3 separate regions of the Gossypium hirsutum genome follow, and all the other regions are linked to region 1. Evidence: chromatin contacts called from public Hi-C data. All regions are on one chromosome and are shown on one strand. The core of a region is the stretch at or near the end of the contact, and the rest is flanking DNA. Distances in the headings are between cores, read along the strand shown.

Evidence for each region. Hi-C and Micro-C count contacts between places; a contact is called where the count stands out from the background.
Region 2: a Hi-C map of leaf shows a contact between it and region 1, with 3 times the contacts expected there. The contact joins the promoter of LOC107952982 here to the enhancer-like site in region 1. A contact is called at or near these places in 7 of 34 Hi-C or Micro-C datasets (anther, callus, hypocotyl and 1 more).
Region 3: a contact with region 1 is called in a Hi-C map of leaf, with 4 times the contacts expected there. The contact joins two enhancer-like sites. A contact is called at or near these places in 2 of 34 Hi-C or Micro-C datasets (both in leaf).

What each region holds. Positions count from the first base shown.
Region 1 is chrA07:29,499,334-29,502,888 of Gossypium_hirsutum_v2.1, reverse strand. No RefSeq gene overlaps it. Among protein-coding and RNA genes, the nearest start is that of LOC121204338, 19 kb to the left of the region's middle. Within about 2 kb of position 1,873, at least 3 of the 9 cell types and tissues checked have an H3K27ac peak or open chromatin away from gene starts, as enhancers often do. A contact at or near this core is called in hypocotyl and leaf, where this site is marked.
Region 2 is chrA07:29,764,592-29,767,947 of Gossypium_hirsutum_v2.1, reverse strand. LOC107952982 (CDPK-related kinase 3) reads right to left here and starts at 1,855. Exons shown (of 12, transcript XM_016888199.2): 1 at 1,452-1,855; 2 at 604-1,270. The coding sequence starts at 1,179.
Region 3 is chrA07:29,783,232-29,786,861 of Gossypium_hirsutum_v2.1, reverse strand. LOC107952981 (a long non-coding RNA gene) reads left to right here. Exons shown (of 2, transcript XR_001699015.2): 2 at 1-541. Among protein-coding and RNA genes, the nearest start is that of LOC107952981, 3.9 kb to the left of the region's middle. Within about 2 kb of position 2,046, at least 7 of the 9 cell types and tissues checked have an H3K27ac peak or open chromatin away from gene starts, as enhancers often do. A contact at or near this core is called in leaf, where this site is marked.

The DNA of each region.
Region 1 (3,555 bases), core at 624-3,123:
TAATTTGTGAACTTTATGCTTGTTACTTGAGAAAAGGTTTCCACGAGTGGAATGCCTACTTAAGTTCGTATATGGACCTAAGAAACTTTTAAATTAGATAGACCAATCTATGTGGAATCGACCCTACTTTCATAACAACAATTTAAAATTCCATTTTAGGTGTTAGACTTTTTATTTTTGGTGAACTCAACACCCATCATCAAATGTCCTAGAGTTTTTAATCATAGACCTTTAAAAAGTTTGACAAATGTAGATTCAGGCATTCAGAAGTTAAACCATTAAATATGCAATGTTTTGAAGCATACTTAATCTAGAAATGTTGCTATATAGTTAAACTATACTATTATTTAAGTTCCTTATTAAGTTAGTATCATAAGTTAACTGAGCATCAATTCAGTTAAAAAATTATGAATTATCAAAATTTTAAAACAAAAATCATAAATAAGAATTATATAAATAATTTATTTTATTTTAAAAATAAAATAAAAATTCATCCTAAGGATTTGAACTAGGGTACACAACATTCTAAAACATCAATTTTATCAATACAACCAAAAGTTAATTAACAAAATTATTTACATTTTTATTATTTTATCAATAATTTTTATTATTTTTTAAATGCATTGTTTAATTTTATTTATTTTTCACCTGCATAATGATTAGGCTGGCTAGGAAGTTTTTAGGCAGCTATATATTACTTAGACTTGTTGAAATGCTAGGCCGACATCCAAATTAAATTAGTCATCCTCTTTTTTAAATGTAACATTTGGTATTCTATTTTCATATTTAAGACTTCAAATAACAAGTTTCCAGATTTAGTTTCAAGTTAAGAGTATATATACCTTAGTGGAAAATGTTAATCAATTTTTAGTTAAGATAATATTTATAAAATGTAATATAATTGATGAATTATTTATTTAATGTAATAAAAATAACAAATTAAGTTAAATAATTTTTAAGGTAAATTATACCCAATATCACTAAATTATCAGTAAGTTTATATTTTAGTCACTTAATTTTAAAAAGTTACAAAATAGTCAAAGAATTGTTCAAAAGTTTTTATTTAAGTAATTGAGTTATTAAGTTTTTGTAAGCTCCACTAGTGAGCTCCAAGCGATGATTCGATAATTAGTATGGTGGATTAGTACCTATCGATTAGTAGAAAAACATATTTTAGATCTAAGTTGATCTAATGATTAGTGTCGGAGATTGAAGAAAAAAATTATTTAGATTTTGATTTATAATTTTTTATAATCAAAGTTGTTTCATAAAAGAAAAGCTGAATTTTTTATTAGTGTAGGTGTTGCGAACAGAAAAGGCTTTACAACAATAATTTTAACAATTTAGTGACTTTAACTTTTGAATAATTAATGACATTTTGTAAACTTTTAAAATGAATTATAAAATATAAACTTACTAATACTTAATATTAAGTATAATACCCTAATTTTTAACCGAAATCTATGAATACTAATTAACTGGACCTACTATATGTTAATGGGATGGTATTAGAAGAGCCCACTTGAGACGATTGAAGTGAAATAATGATAAAATGGGCTTTCCCCCTTGTCTATTTAAGGCCAGAACCAAAACTTCGTCGCACCCTGAAACTATTTGCAATTGAGGTGTACTGTACGCGTAGCCAATTTGATTGCCATCACCAAACAAAAGCTTCATGGAAAATGTGAGTGATGTTTGTATCTTCTAGAGATGGTGAAAGATTCTGAGAGCTGGATGTTGAATCACGAGCGTAGATTGGACCTGCAAACAAGGATGAACTAAGAATGCATCGATGAGTAAACTTCAATATCCCTTCGATGATACAGTTGAAAGGTTGAAGGGTATAATTAGTCTCCAGTTTGTAGCTATCCATCGTTTGTTAATGTCTTGGGCCATTTGGGCTGTATAATCTTTTGGATCTCAACCTTTATTATCTCATATTATACTATATACGAAAAAGTATTCAAACCACCTTATGCTTGATTAAAAATACTTACTTGTTTATGGTTTACTTATTAAATAAATTTTAAATAAAATGATAACTTTACCCTTCATTAGTTATTTTTTATTAATTTTTTATCTCTAATATTTATATTCAATAATTTTCAATTAAAAATTTAATTTTATTGAAAACCCATTTTAGCAGGAAGAAAAGTAATTAGAATAGCTTTTTGAAAGCATAGCAATTTTCTAAAGGCACAACTTATATCATTTTACTAAAATCAAAACAATTCATTGGTACATTTGCAAGATAAATCACTTTGAAAACTTCAATTAGACTTACAGCAGAAAACAGTACTGCGTATCATTTGAAAAATCGTGATTCTCTTTTTCTTTTAGTTATCTCAAGTTAAGCGTTATTAAAAAGGAAAAGACTTTTGCATAATAAAAACCAGAAAGGTTCTAAAGATCTCAACAAATCATAAAATATCTAAAAATAAATTAAACCCAAGAAAAAGTCCAAAATGTCCATAATAACAACAACAACCAGTGAAATCCATAGTACTAAACCAAAATAGAATGTGAAACCCGAGTTCTAGAGTCACCATCCTATCCTAAGTCAGAGGATCACCTGAAACAAAGCAACAAAGGCATGAGCTTAAAGCGCAATGTGTGATTTGGCTCATAATTTTAGTACAAACATACATATGTATCAAAATGTCTGATATAGTTTCATATTATATAATATTTTATACAAATCATATCTTAACGTATCATATCATATTGAATCTTAGCATATCATGTTCTATCGAATCATAACATAGCATATTTTATCCTACCATATCATGTCCTACCCCATCCGCTATACACTATCTCCGTCCAGCCAATCACACCATATAGGACTACAAGAGTCTATCCATCCAATCACACCAATTTGTAGCGATGTGCCACTAAGATATTTGCAATTGAGCTGCCATACAAAATTTGCGGTCTAGTTGCCATATAGCACTTCCTCCATCATATCATAACCCACCCTGGAACACAAATAAATCATAATCATATAGCATACTTACATATATCATAAATCATATGGCATACATACTACATATTTCATACAAATTATAACATAGCACACAATTTAAAGATAACATTTCTTACTTAACATACCTCTTAAGCTTATCCGAATACTTTTATGTATTGAAACTTAGGCCTTTCCGGCCCCATATGATGCCTATAGGCCCAAATTTTGAGTCCCTCAAATAGCCCCTAATTGAGCCCTAAAATTGAGCAAAAAGAACCACACAATCGTGTCACCCACACGACCTAAAAACTTAGCCTGTGTGCTCCACATAGTCTACCCACACGGTTTGCACAGTTTCACACGGCGGTGTGCCACACACAGCTTGACCATACATAATCTGGCCACACGTTCTACAAAGTTTCACACGACCGTGTGCCAAACACGATCTACCACATTACTTGAGACACGAACGTGTGGCAGTGGGCAGTTTTGAAAATAGCCCCTGTTTCATGATTTGTCAAGTTTCTATCGAGTTTAAGTGTCGTTTTCACACACCTGATCGAAAATACAATTAACCACACTCCTGAAACTCA
Region 2 (3,356 bases), core at 606-3,105, 270 kb before region 1:
ATGGTCACATTTGCATTTAAGACTAGATGCAACAACTCAGTAGCAAAATACCCTGTATTATTGCTAGAAACCCAAGATAACTATCAAATAAAAGACAAGTATACCTTTGTCTTCTTCCAGTCTTCTAGAACAACAATCATAATCACACTTCCCCCTAGAGAAAATAAAAATGAAATGGCTAATCAATGCAAGAGGTATCCTTTTAAGCCTTGTATGTCTCGAATAGCTCATGTAACAGCCAAATATCAATGATAAGCGAAGTTGGCAGGGGCCAAGTCGTAAACATGATTATTCTAGAATTATGTCCGGCTTATGTAACTTACCTTCTTCAAGAAAGACATAATCGGCCGAGTTTAGTTGAATCGAGGAAAACAAACATCTATGAGGTGTTTGGAATGCATAATAAACAGCTATGCCATCGATCAATAACTAAAGGTCCTTCTCTTAAGACTATTTTAATGAAATCCAATTTTAAGAACAATACCTCCAGAAAGAAGCTCCAACATTAAGAAAATAATCTAAATATCTCAAAAGTTAAAAAAATTATTTAGCAATTAGCATGAACAGGGTAAGAATATCATAGAAATGGAGTGAAGAGAATACCTTAGCTTTTGAGATGATCTTAACAGCAAGGGGTTGATCCTTAAGGTCACCCTTTTTACCTCTAGCAGAGCAAGTGTGACCAAAATGCCCTCGTCCTATTTCTTTTCCAAGTTCATACTTAGCTCCAAAATTCTTGCCATAACCAAAGCTCTTATCCAACACTTGCTCCGGCTCAGTTCCAGGATCCTCAGGGATCGGTCCTTCCTTTGGCTTCCCGCCAAGACGCTTCAACAGCGACGCTTTTATGTGTTTGGCCGGCGAAGGCGGCGGGAACGGGCGCCGGAAGAATCTCCTAGGCGTGGAACCCCTTGAAGCCCTGGCCGGAGAAGGGGATACACCCGGTGGAAGCGGACTGGCAGTCACCCCGTGGGGGTAAGGGCTGGGCCATGGACTCTGGCTGGATGACCTAGCTGGAGTATTCTTAACTGATTGAAAATAATTAACAGCGCCGTTACTGGATTGCAGTGGCGTTTGCCCCCCAGGATCGGCTGGAATCACCTCTGTGACTGTTGTGGTAGCATTTGACGTCGTTTCATTTACTTGCGTTTGACTAACTTTACCGTAACATTGCCCCATCTAAAGTCCCTACCGATCACAACAAAGTCAAAAGTCTACACATCGGACGGTTCCAGCATCCTTCCCTCCTGATCTGATTATGACAAGAGATCTGATGAGATAGAATTTTGAGTGAGATATGGAAGGAAAAAGAAAAACCCAGAGAGTGAAGCAAAGAGAAAGGAGAAGTAGGATAGGCTGTGGAAGCAAATTCTATTATTTATTTATTTATTTATTTTTTAAAAGAAGAAGAAGAAATGTTTGAGGAGTAATTTGGAATTAGAGACACTGACTGAATCAAAGTGTTTTCCTTTATTTCCCCAAAATGGGAGGGAATTCTTTCTTTCTTACTTTTTTCTCTGCGAGTTCTTGGAATACAGTAGTAAAGAATGATTACTAAAACACCCCCGCATGTCATCTGACGAATCAACACCGCCAAGGTTGTGGATCAAAACACGCTAACTTCACTCATTACTTTTCGTCTTAGATTGAAACTGAGATTTAAGTAAGAAAAAAAAAGAGGCTCTCTTTCTTTCATAACCAATATTATAAAGGCTTTTAGTTAAACCCAAAAGGAAAACAACAAACGAGGACAGCGTAATTGAAGCAACTGCTCTCCCTGGCCGTATTGTAAGTGTTTACCAACATTAAGGCTCTACTTATTTACTCCAACATAATTATATGACCTGTAATCCAGGCTACATTTTTGGAGGATTTCTGTCGAGATTTCACGGCATATTTATAAAATTAAATAAATACATTGCCACCCACGTGTCTCAATCAAACAGGAGACTATTCAACCACCATTATTTTCCTCACCTAATCCCCAACACTTTGCCTTTTACTTGCATCCTGCAACACCACACTTCTTCAATTATAATATTTAGTTAAATTGTGTAGATTTAGTTCATGTATTTTTTAAAATTTAAATTTTTATTTTTGACTTAAACAATAATTTTTAAATTTAATTTTTTTGTGTAAAAATAATAAATTAATATAATAATATTATGTAATAATATATTTATCACGTCATATTTTAAAATTAATAAAATTCAACTTAATGAATTTATTAATTTAATAGTTTAATGACGACTAAAACTTTAAAATTCATAAAAATACATTATTTCACCATTTCTTTAACAGTGGGTTATATATGTACGATAACTTACCTCAGCTTTTAGATAATTGTTAAAAAGTGTTGACTTCCCAAGTTTTTTGCTAAATTCCTAAGTAAGCCCTTAATATTTTTATTAATTTATAGAGTATATTTACATACGTTAAAATAAATTGAATGGGCTCCCTCAAAATAAATTCCATACTTTTTATTTATAACTTAAATTATGTGTTATGGATTAAAAATAACAAAATGCTACTAATCAATCTTTATTTTTAAACACTTGGAATGAATTAATCATCATATCAAGTTATAATAACTGAAATTAAAAAAAATTTAGAGAATTTAATTGAAAATGTTATAGCAAGAACATGTTTCATGAAATTATTATTTTTTAGATATTGTGATTGATCCTCAAAACTAAATGTGAAAACTCGTCATTGAATTATATATTTCAAAGTTTCTCAAGAAAAAGATTGTTGTTTGTTCCTATAATTATCATATTTAAAAAGTGTTAATTGTCTTATAGTTATTTTTTATCATTACTAATTAAAAAAAGAAAAGAAAGCGCGATAAAATTACCTAAATTTGAACTTTAACCATTGGTACCAACATTCGACAACTTTCTTGTTCAAACTGCTATTCCCACACATTAAAATTACTCATACATTTATGCACTAAAGTTGAGTTGGGCCAGTCTAATTTTTCCTAATTAATACGCTGAGTCATGAAGGAGACACATTAGCATAACATTGGCCAGACATGAAAGGGAGAAATAGGTTAAATTTAATAAGCATGGGATGGGCTTTGGTTTTCCTTCCATTGTTTATGGTGACGAGGAAATTGGATAAATGTTTCAAAGTCGCTGTTTAAAAGGCACCCGTCGATGGGAACCCTCCGTTAGGTAATTGAAACCCGACTAGTCACTCTACTTAGTTGGGCCTCGATTCACGACACTTCACCAAAACCAAGACCAACATTTTTATTACCTTGGTTTCTCAATATTTCATGCCTTTCTTTTCTTTCGAAGGAAATATGGTTGAATAATTTCATGAATTTATACAAGGTAAATTATACTATTAAT
Region 3 (3,630 bases), core at 797-3,296, 280 kb before region 1:
CATTTGAAGGAAGGGAGCTTTTACCTATGTTGGTGCTTCATCTGTACATTTTAGGGAATTAGTGATCAAAACGAGGTGTAAAGTTTTACTATTGCTTACATTTCCCATCATACTTTTTCCATTTTTTGCTCTGGCTTCTTTATTCATGGTCCGTGGAAGCTGAGCAACAGAACACAGCAAAGAAACAGTTGATTAGAAGTTTGGCAGAGATGAGATGAGTTTATCTAGGCCTATATCAGGGCCTTAGGTAACACGTATCCAGTAGCTTGTCACCCAGCATTCATCGTCCACTACATTCAGTAATAATCACATGACTGTTCACAAGCTCATTCGAAAGATTATCCATGGAGTCCTTCTCTCAATGCTTTGTGCAGTGAAAGTTATTTTGTTGTATTAAAATCCCGGTTAGCTAGGAATCTAGGAAACAAATGTTAGCTTCTTTTTTCTTTTCTTTTTTTAAATATTACTTGTATATGTGCTTTGTACCTTGAGAGTTTTCCTGTCTATAGTTTGAATATATCTATCCTTTTTTTTCCCTGAATTATTTTGTCCTTCATCTTGCTGAAAAAGCAGTAGTATGAAAACGGTGCCCCTTAAAGAACACTCTTTTGGGGAATTGGATCTTTTTGACCTTTGCAAAAGATTAAGCAAACACCTTTCTCTTTGCCTTTAATTCATGATTTTCGAGACTATCTTTTTAGGACCCTTGTAGTTTTCTAGATAGAGAAAAAGATGTTTCATTGGGGCCTTGATGAATTCTTGAAGCCCTAAGTCCAAATTTTTCTCGTGAATGGTTGGTATGTTTTTCGTGTACAGCTTGACCAAGACTCCATAAAAAAGTTCCCACATGATGAAGGTACCTAAAAGTTCCTACTAGTAGCTCCCTTGTTAGGATTACAACCTAGTAATGACAAGGTTATAGTTTAACTTGACATCTAAACATAACCTGAGATCCTATGCTGGCTTGGCTAGATTTCATCTTAGCAAAACATTTTCAATATTGCTGCTAGCTAGCTACTTCCCATACAGATGGAAAGGGCCCATGATTTGAACCCATGTCGGGTGCCAGCAAATACGATGCCAATCTGGTTGATGGAAATGTTTTCCTATAAGTGGTTAATTAATGCATATTGAACATGATATTAAGTAGCCAAACATATGCTCCCTAATCTAGTGCTATTACAATCCAACTCATGGTAGTACATTAAAGTTATAACTTGATACCATTGCTTTGAGTTCATCTTACCAAACTTTTCCAATGCTGTTAGCTACTTCCCCATCAGTTGGAGGGGCCCTTGATTTGAACCCCCCATGTTGCGTGCCATTGCCCTTGCCATTTCCATTCTGTTCGACGGAACTCTTTTCCTATCCTTCACGTGTCTGATGCAAAAACCATGTTGGGTCCTGCACTATTTCTGTTCAAAATTAAACTTGTTGTCTAGGAAAAAGACTAAAAAATATCTCATTCTAATAAAATATGATCCATTGGTTGTTGCCATTTGAGATTTAACTTTGGGTTAATATATTAACCGTCGGCTATTTAAAATTGTATTTCATCAATCAAAATACTCTCCAAGGACTAACACCATTATATAAATGCTAGCGGCTTGATTGATTAATATCAAGTTATCATGCCAGAACATTTATATCAATTTTCAATATATAAAATTAAAGTTAAAGTAAATGAAACGCAAATTTTTTTTGTAGTATATATACTGATAAGGAATTGCAGACGTTTAAAAGTAGTGATGTGTTAAGTTTTTTGGGTTGAAAATAACATGTCATCAAGCCACTAAAGATTGGCCTGGCCTATTGTGGGTGACAGAAGTAAAAGATAATCATCATATCATTAATTGTTTTCCTTTCAATATTATTAAAAAGTTAAAAGTGGTCCAGTTGGAGAACCAAATTTTCTATCGACCCTTTTACTTTTACCTTTTTTATTTTTATTTTTATTTTTATTTTTATCTTCTAGCGTTTAGCCATTGCTTGTTCATAAAATCACTGGTAACTGGACCATACATACAGCGAGGGGTGGCATGCCGCATGTGAAAGTTGGCTTTTCCCTCCTAACTACTATAAACCATCTTTGAAGCTAATTTTCAATGATGAAAAGGGATAAAAGTTCGACCATCCCTTGTATCCTGACATAAATCTAGAAACCCACCTTGTTCAAAAACAAAAAAAAAAAATCTAGAAACCCACCATTTAACAAAAGCTCGGTGGGAGACTTGCTGCAAACAGATCTTGCTTGATGATTGTTTTCGTCATAACAAGGGTTCAGTCTTTTAGAACTGTCAGTGCTTGAGTGTTGTCCCACCCAAATGCTTAATTTAGAAACCCAATGGAGAAAGAATGATTCATCTTTGATTCCTCCAGATCATACTGCACCTTCTTTCAGACAAAACGAAATCTGCAGAACTGCTAAGTAAAAAATCTTGTACCTTCTACTTAATATCATAAAAAGTGTAAAACTGTAGGGGATCCTAAAGCTGCAGTCCAATTTCTTGACTTAGCCATTTATGTTGATACAAGATTATACACCTATTTCTTTCTTTCTTGCAACCAAGAATTATGTAAAAATGAGCAGGGAACATTGGGCATTGGGCTAATGTGGAAAACCACTACAAATATTTTATATTGGGTCACCCTTGGTTCATACAGAATCTATTCAAGCCCAAAGTTTGATCTCGGCAACTTTAAGCCAACCCTTTCTTAAACAAAATAGATTTTCAAGCCTCACCCAACCGAATCAGTGCGGGTGATGGGGGGAAGAATATGTGCCTTACCATAAATTAGTAAATTAAACACCAACTTAGTTAAAAAGAGATTCAAAAATAATAAATTTTATTGTAAGGGTGTTTATATTTTCAATAGTTTTATAATATTTTTTTTAAATTCAATTTTAAAAGAAATCTAAAAATAAATGAATGATTAAATTAAAAATTTAACTGCTGAAAATAATGTATTTTAACATATTTTAATTGCCGGTTTAATACCCGGAATACAAATCTGTCACAATGGTTAAAGTGTATTATTGGGGTTTGGAGTCAAGTTGATGAGGTACCTCAAGTGTATGTGCTTGACCCAGTATAGATGTTTTTCCTTGGGTTAAAGAGAAAATATACTAAATTATAGTCCTTCAATAATAAAGCTTCAATCCCTCGAGGATCAATAATAAAGCTTCAATCCCTCGAGGAGGATATCTTTGAAAACCATCAGCCCTTGTAAGGATCTTGTTTCAACCTTCGCCATAAAATCAGTCACAATATTTGCTTCTCTAAAAACATGCTTGAAAGTCACTTGCCATGCTTATTTACGAAGTTGATAAATTTGACACACTAAAGCCAAACAATTGGTCACTGCGAAAATGGGTTCAACATCATCATAATCAACCTTGACCTTTCTTAGTCCAGAAGACCAAGCCACATTTAACCCGTGAACAATACCCCACAATTCAGCTTGCAAGATAGAAGAAACACCAACACATCTAGTAAAACCAATCAATTACCATTAGCATCTCGTAAAAGGCCACCCCAAGCTGCTTGCGCATTTTCCCTGCAGCACCATCCGTATTTAATTTAGCCCACTCCCTCTTGGTAGATGTTAGCCTCGTCGCATCTCTTTTCT